Regions from separate parts of the Sus scrofa genome. Here region 1 is linked to region 2. A link is a contact called in public Hi-C data. All regions are on one chromosome and are shown on one strand. The core of a region is the stretch at or near the end of the contact, and the rest is flanking DNA. Distances in the headings are between cores, read along the strand shown.

Evidence for each region. A called contact is a pair of places that touch in the nucleus more often than the background predicts.
Region 1: a contact with region 2 is called in a Hi-C map of embryonic fibroblasts, with 2.4 times the contacts expected there. The contact joins two enhancer-like sites. A contact is called at or near these places in 3 of 47 Hi-C or Micro-C datasets (embryonic fibroblasts, fetal heart ventricle and fetal skeletal muscle).

Annotation. Positions count from the first base shown.
Region 1 is chr1:206,604,935-206,608,935 of Sscrofa11.1, reverse strand. No RefSeq gene overlaps it. Among named protein-coding and RNA genes, the nearest start is that of CCDC171, 540 kb to the left of the region's middle. Within about 2 kb of position 1,930, at least 4 of the 83 cell types and tissues checked have an H3K27ac peak or open chromatin away from gene starts, as enhancers often do. A contact at or near this core is called in embryonic fibroblasts, where this site is marked.
Region 2 is chr1:205,965,500-205,969,155 of Sscrofa11.1, reverse strand. The region is part of intron 1 of BNC2 (zinc finger protein basonuclin-2); the gene reads right to left. Among named protein-coding and RNA genes, the nearest start is that of BNC2, 42 kb to the right of the region's middle. Within about 2 kb of position 1,500, at least 8 of the 83 cell types and tissues checked have an H3K27ac peak or open chromatin away from gene starts, as enhancers often do. A contact at or near this core is called in embryonic fibroblasts, where this site is marked.

The DNA of each region.
Region 1 (4,001 bases), core at 681-3,180, 640 kb before region 2:
GCTGTGGCGAGGTTCAATCCCTGGCCTGGGAATTTCTGCTTGCCATGGGCACAGAGAAAACAAAACAAAAACAAACAAAGAAACTAAAAACACCAAACTTGAATTATCTTCCTTTCTGTGGGTCAGAAGTTGAGGAGCAGCTTATCATGGTAGTTCCGATACCTCCTGGGTGAAGTTCAGGAGGCCATGGCGCCTCCAGATGAGTGGCAACCTGGCCAGCCCTGGTGAGAGATGACGAGAGATGACTCTGTCCCCAAGATGAAAAGCTATACATGGAATTACCACCTCTCTTCTCTGCCTTCTCATCTTCTTCTAAAAGGCATATCAATGTTAGACAGAAATTACACCCCAAGTGTGTTATTGGGTGAAATTAGAGGCTGCAAGATCTCTTAAATGGTGTAGCATCTAAAGGTTTGACTGGGGCTAGAGGACTCACTTCCACAGTGACCTGATCCATTCACATGGCTGTTGGCAGGAGGCCCTGCTTCCTTACCACATGGGCCTTCCCCCCACCGTGGGGCTGCTTGAACATCCCTACAACATGGCAGCTGGCTCCCTCCATAGCAAGGGATCCAAGATAAAGAGCAAGGAGGAAGCCCTTGCCTTTTTATGTCCTGATCTGGGAAGTCACACCATCATTCCATTCATTAGACTTGAGTTGCTGAATACACTTACATTTAGGGAGGGAATCAGGGTCTACTTCTTGAAGGAGGGGGTATCAAAGTATTTGTGGTCATATTTTATGACCACCATGCAGGTCCACTAGAGCACTGAGGAATCTCAAAGTCATTTAAGAAATGCTTGATTCTAACATTCATGTAAGGAAACCAGAATGATGAAGATTTTCCTTAGTTATATACCTCATCAGAGGTGGATTATAGGATTGCTCTGAAGGTACCTTGAAAATATATGGTCATTCTTCTAAGGAGAACAGTCACAAATACAGCAAGTAGATAATTACAACACACTGCACCCAGTGCTCTAACAACTGTATTAAGATTTATTGAGCCCTCACTGTAAGCCTATCATTCTCAGAAGGGCTCCACATGCAAGTCATAGCAACCCCCTGAGGTGGTACTGATTTGACCCCCATTGATTTATGAGGACAGAAAGGAACTGGTGGAGCTGAGATGAAAGGAACATAAACCAAAAGCTGAAAGAACCCAGAGAGGAGGAGCCTCCTTTTGCCTGGGTGGTGATGGTGAGAGTTGTAAAAGTCATCCTGAAAAAGGAGATATTTGAATTGGGCTGTAAAGCATGAGTAGGAGCTCGTTAAAAAAGACAAGGTAAGAGAGATATCAGAACACAGTCTGGACAGCGAATTGTGAACACTGAGGCTAGGGAGTGGAGAGCTGCCGGGATTTTCCCACAGGGCCTCTCATACATTCTGGTGGATGTGAGCAAGCTTTCTGTAATATTCACATCTGAGTTTTACACAGGTCGTGCCCACAGTCTGGTTTTGCTCCATCTCCAAACGGAAATTCCTGTACCAAATAGACCTTGAAGGGAACAGTTGTGGATGTGTAAGAAAGAGAAAAATATCTATGTCTGCCTGTGTCTAGTTAGCTGTGTTGCTCGAAGCATGCAGGGAATGAGGTTGCGTCTTAGGTTCATTTCCAACGTGGTTGAGTTTCCTTTTCTTTGATCCATGCCATAGACAGTGACCACAGCCAGCTCTGACCTGGCCAGCTGTCCCACTGCTATGTTTGGCTGGTTACAGTCAAGCTGGTTAAACTTCATTCACTTTATTAGGGCTGGATAGGAAGCCTTAAAGCATATCTTAATGACAAGAACCATCTTTCTACATGAAGGATGCTACATATTGCAACACATCATTGACACAGAAAACTCCTATCTAGCCTGACTATGTAAGGTTATGGTGGTTAGTTAAATATTTTGGTTAACAAACGATTGCTACAGAAGTCCTCCATGTATGACTAACTTTCAAAGAATTAGAATCCAGTAAGGCACTCCTTTGTTCTAAAATAACCCTGTGCATGCTCTAATATTTCTGTGAAGGCCCAAAGGCACTACAGAAGACATGGGTTCTTAAAGTCCACATTATGATGGCAAGGTTAGGTCAATGAGGCTGAGAAGGAAAAAGAGGGCAAAGAATATTTTCCTATGGAAACCACCAAGCTTGCTCTGGCCACTGAGTGTGGAGGTAAACTTAGGAAATCATGCATCTTCCTGATTGTTCCTGGAATGAGAAGACCTTCCAAGAGGAATACAGGGCCATTCCAGAAGACAAGAGTGCGGGCAAATAGTGTCTTGGAGCTTCCTGACCCATAGCTAGAAAGACTTCTGTTGAAAACTTTCCTGCTAATCAAAACCAGCTTCAGAAGTGAGTCAGAGTGCAATTTCTGGAGACACTTCTTCATAAGGGCTTCATAGAACATTGCTGGGGTGCTAGATCTTATTGGAAATATAACAAGATGGAGAAAATTATATTTATCAGAAGTATTTGTGTAGTTGAAATATTTAAAAGAAATGCTGTTTGCAGTGGGTTGGGGTTTCTCAACAGTTGCATGTCACTTTGTCTTCAAATGAGGGCAGGTCTGGTTGACTGCCAAGGTTTTGTTTATCTGAGCAGGGTATGCAAATTTGAGACCAAGCAGAATTGTTCGAAGAACAGAGGAGGGGCCTAGTGGTGTTTGTTGTCCTCTCCCTCTCCTCCCACCCCTCTGCACAATATTGAACAGATATTTAAAGAAAATCATTTTGGAGGAACACTCAATTGTGAGGCTTCCCACTATAGTTGTCATATCTCCATCTGGCTTTGATCCTAATGCATAGATTATGTAAAGTCCATTGGTTGACTTATCTCATGACCCTGATCACCCCACTTTCTGCTATTTCACTGCTGGTTATGCATCCAATAGAACATGTGGGAAAGAAAAAAGAAGAAAAGGGAGCTAAAGCAGTCAAGTGCTCGACTTTTTAACAGCTCTAATTTTTTTAAGTAGGGGTGGGGTTAGATGGAAGAGGTTGCAACTGGTGTTAAAAATGAGGTTTGAGGGACTCTTACTGTGGCTCAGCAAGTTAAGGACCCAACATTGTCTCTGTGAAGATGTGAATTTGATCCCAGGCCTCGTTCAGTGGGTTAAGGATCTGGCATTACTGCAAACTGTGGTGCAGGTCACAGATGTGGCTTGGATATGGTGTTGCTGTGGCTATGGCATAAGCCTGCAGATGCAGCTCTGATGTGACCCCTAGCACAGAACTTCCATGTGCCCCGAGGTGTGGCCATAAAAAGAAAAAAGAAATGAGGTTTGAAAATTGTCTGTATCTGGTCTTAATCTATACTAAAACTAGTCTTAAAAAATCATCTCAGAGGCTTTGCAGGTGAAGAGACTGCTGTCCAAAGTGACTTGCCACAGGTTAAAATGCTATTACAACATATAATTAAGAGATTATCAAGGAATTCCCTTCATGGCTCAGCAGTTAACAAACCTGACTAGGATCTATGAGGATGTGGGTTCCACCCCTGGTCTCGCTCAGTGGGTTAAGGGTTAAGGATCCAGCATTGCCATAAGCAGTGGTGTAGACCGGCAGCTGTAGCTCCAATAACACCTAGCCTGGGAACCTCCATACGCTCTGGGTGTGGCCCTAAAAAGCAAAACAAAAACAAAAATAAAAAACAGAGAGAGATGATCAATGAGATCCAGTAAAAGGATCCCCAGGATAGAAAGAGTCTGAAGCATCTGGTCATCATCTTTGTGTGTGTGTTTCTCCTTCTTCTACCTGGTAAGAAATAGAGGAAGAAGAATTATTCATGATTCCTTGTGATTGCCCAGGATTACTCTCGAGAATAATGCTACCCACCTGCATTATACACCTTTTGTTTGACAATCATTTATATAGGAGTTATTACTTGAAAGGCACTGTTCCAGGCAGATTCTGAATATGAACCTATTTCATGATTGTAGCACCTCCCTGGGCCAAGGACTAGTGGTATCTCCATTTCGCAGATGGGGAAACTGAGGCATGCAGCTAGCAAC
Region 2 (3,656 bases), core at 251-2,750:
GCCTGGAACCTTCCATATGCCATGGGTTTGGCCTTAAGGAAAAAAGCCAAAAAAAAAAAAATCACAAAGGAAATAGTTCTATGATGGCATGCAAGAAACTTTTTTCCCCCCTTTTATTGGCTCTGCCTGTGACATATGGAAGTTCCCAGGCCAGAGATGGAATCCGAGCCATATCTGCAACCTATACCACAGCTGTGGCTTAACCCACTGTGCCACAGTGGGAACTCCTACAAGTGAAATTTTTACCTAAAGGAAAACAAATTTAAAGTCCACAGAGGAACAGTTTTGACTGCCTTGATTTCAATATGTTCAATACCATATGGTACACAGAAATTTTTTGTTTTTTGAATAGGTAGACTATATGATCTTTTAAATGGAAAGACAAACTATGAAAGGAGAAAAAGCTCAGGGAGCAACTTCAAATTCTACCCCAAAAGAACATTCATTGACTTCCCCTAAAGGCCTTTTTTCCCTCTCTATGGAGGTGTTGTAGAAATTTCATTCAAATCCCTAACAGCTTCTACAACATTATATCAGAATTGTGACCTTCTAAGATGCCTACAGACAGTTTCAACTAATCTCAGTTTGTAGAATGGATTAAATGAATGCACAGCCCTCTGCACAGATTACACATGTCCATTAATCATTCGTGAGTATCTTAAGAATAATTCTGGAAAATCTACAAAGATCCCCAATAGTTGAAAGTGATAGGAAATGTCTGACAAAGTCCTTTGGGAATCAGTAACACAGATAGGTTCTGATTTCTATCCTTGACAAGGTACCATATCAAACAACAGTGAGGGAAAATGTGTTATTTATTGGCTCTTTTCCCTGAAGTATATAATTGAGAGGGTCTGGTTTTTTTAAAAAATATTTGATCATTTTATGACAGGACAGTACGCCAAGAAACTAGTGTTAATGAGGTCTAATGGCAGAATTTAAGACTCAAAACTTATGGAAATTCAAAGACCCCCTTCTGTGGCCATGGACAGGCTACATGCATTCTTTCTTTCAGCCACATGTGTGACACTCTCTCAAGTAAACACTACTGCAAGAAGATAAAGGCTGGAGGAGGCCTCAATCACTCCTGGTCCCAGTTTCCACAACTGTTATCTTCAAGGTAAGCGAAGGTGTTCAGAGGTGCTTCCCTAGTCTCAAAGCTCCAGCAGGCGTGCTGACGGAGAGGCCCCCAGGCGCTGCAAACTACTGCTGTCACTTTTAGTCACTGCTCAGCCCAGCTAATGCCATGCCTGTCATGACAAGCACCAGTCACCTCAAGGCACCACACCTCTGCCTTGACAAAAACATACCTTTGAAAAGGTATGAGCCACAGAGGGAACCTGTTTCAGGGGTTGCCAAGGGAAGCCAGCCTTGTCTATAAACAGTAGAGAGGTAGTGAAACAGCCCAAAGGCACAGATAGAAGAACTGCTAGCCCTGAGTGCCAATGAGTGTTCTACCTCCTGTGCATGGACGGGGACACAGGAAGATACTGTCTGACCAGGCTAACGTGGGTTTAGTCGTCAGCCTAAATCTGCCATCTGGTGTTAAGATACAGCAGATCACACCCCAGATGTGTTCCTTCAAACAAATCACATCTTTTTTCCTTATCCCCCTTTATTTTCTCTCTGTAAAAGAGAGGTGCCTGCCAAAGATACCAATCAGATGAAGTTTATTTTAAACTACAAACTCTTGTGAACTTACTCAGCCAAATGAGTAGGTATGACATTTCACGCACCCACACCCCCAAAGCCACCACTTTTCAGAAATGGCATCTACAGATGCTAAGCAGAAAATCATTTGTTTACTACTCATTGACCTAAACGTTGAGGCTATCCTTAGTCATCCGAAAGCCATTTCAGCTGAAAAATGAAATTTGTTTCAGTGAAGTGGAGTTCTGAAATCCTTGTCTTCCTCCTTATTTCTGACTCAGTATATCTCATTCCACGACTGGGGTGGGGAAGGGTTATGCAGTGCTATCATTTGCACCTCATTACACTTGGGCTGGAGCTTTGAGAAAGCTGATATTCCCTCTAAATTTTTACAGATGCTTCTAGTTTACCAGTTCATGACTGCACTACTAGAAAAGACTTCCTGCCTCTAAACTGCTTGCTGGCATGTATGCTGAATTTCAAAATCCCTGAAAAAAGTAAACCTTTGTGGTGTTCTCTTAACTTTCTGGTTAGGGAGGGGGGATGGTCACTAAAACCACACCAGGCAAAAAAGCTTTTTCTCCTGTGAAGTGAGACTCAACTTCTCAGGCACATTCCCTCTTAACGACTGACTGACTGTTCATCTTGATTTGGAAACACCCCCCCACACACACACACATACACAAAGTGTTCATGAACAGAAAGTTATTTGTGGAAGGTGTTTTTCAGCTTAAATTATGATGAGGACACACACATAGGGCAAATTGTGGGAATAATGCAATCCGAGACAGGCCTTTCACCTGAGCTTATGGGTTTCCATTTATTTCATACGTGCCATGGGATAAACACTCAGGGACAGAGACAGGGACACTTTCTAACCCACCCACCCCCTTTTGTTTAATGGCTCCAAGGTTTTTTCAAAGTTCAAGGCAGGTGACACTGGTCTGTTCTTAATCTTTACTGCTTTAGCAATGCTAAGGCTGATGACGAGGGACACAAATCCCTGATGGAACTGAATGCATTCCAAGCTCCCCGACCCACTCAAAGCCGTAATCCCCTGCAGCTGGATCTTACTTACCACCATGCACAGCTAATACATTTTTTAAAAGCTAGTCACTGGTGACAAATGTAAACTGGACAGAGCAGCAGCTCCCCCCCCTTCTCCTTGCCTCTCTCCCCCACTCCTCACAATCTTCCCCCATAACCCCGAGACTTGCTGTTTCTGTGATTGATAGGACCTGCCTTTTAGAACCACCAAGCCTGTGCCCCATAGTTCTGCTCTAAGTGACTAGAAAGATTTTAAAAGCATCTTCAGCTGTCAGACTGTAACAAAAACAAGAAAAAGTCATCCTTAACACAAACATTTCACAACTGAGAAAACCCTATAAGTTGAGATTATCACTGCCATATTCAGTTCACTATTTATTTAGCTATCATACGCAGGCAAACTGTTGGGACACTGGCGGCTTGACTGAATTGAGCTGGTTGTCATATTCTTGGGCATAATATAATTAGGCAAAAGAAAATTTGAGGCTTGGGGATCTTTTGTGATTTTGTTTGGACCTGTTCACTTTTTTCTTTTGCCACAAATTCAACAGAAATCTAAGTAAACAAATAGTCTTTCATGGTGGGAAAGTATGTTTGCACCATGGATTTTGAGCATCCACTGAGAAACGGAAAGCAAGTCACTCAAGTGGTTAAAAACTCTGTGCTGGATGAAATCTCCAAAAATCAAGGCAACAAACTATGGAAACCCCAGCCTAAAGATAGGAAGGATAAATAGATAGATAAGTGGTCTCATATGTATTGTATACAATACAGATGACAAATTTTGATAAAGGCATGAGCTATCCACTGTACCTGATGCAAAACCAAGGGTTAATATATGTAACTTTTTTGGGTTTACTCTCGTTTCCAAATAACTAGCAATAAGTGCTATGATTTAAGCAATATTACCAATTAGACTTGGCAATGGCTACCACAACACTGACTACAGTGCTTAAATT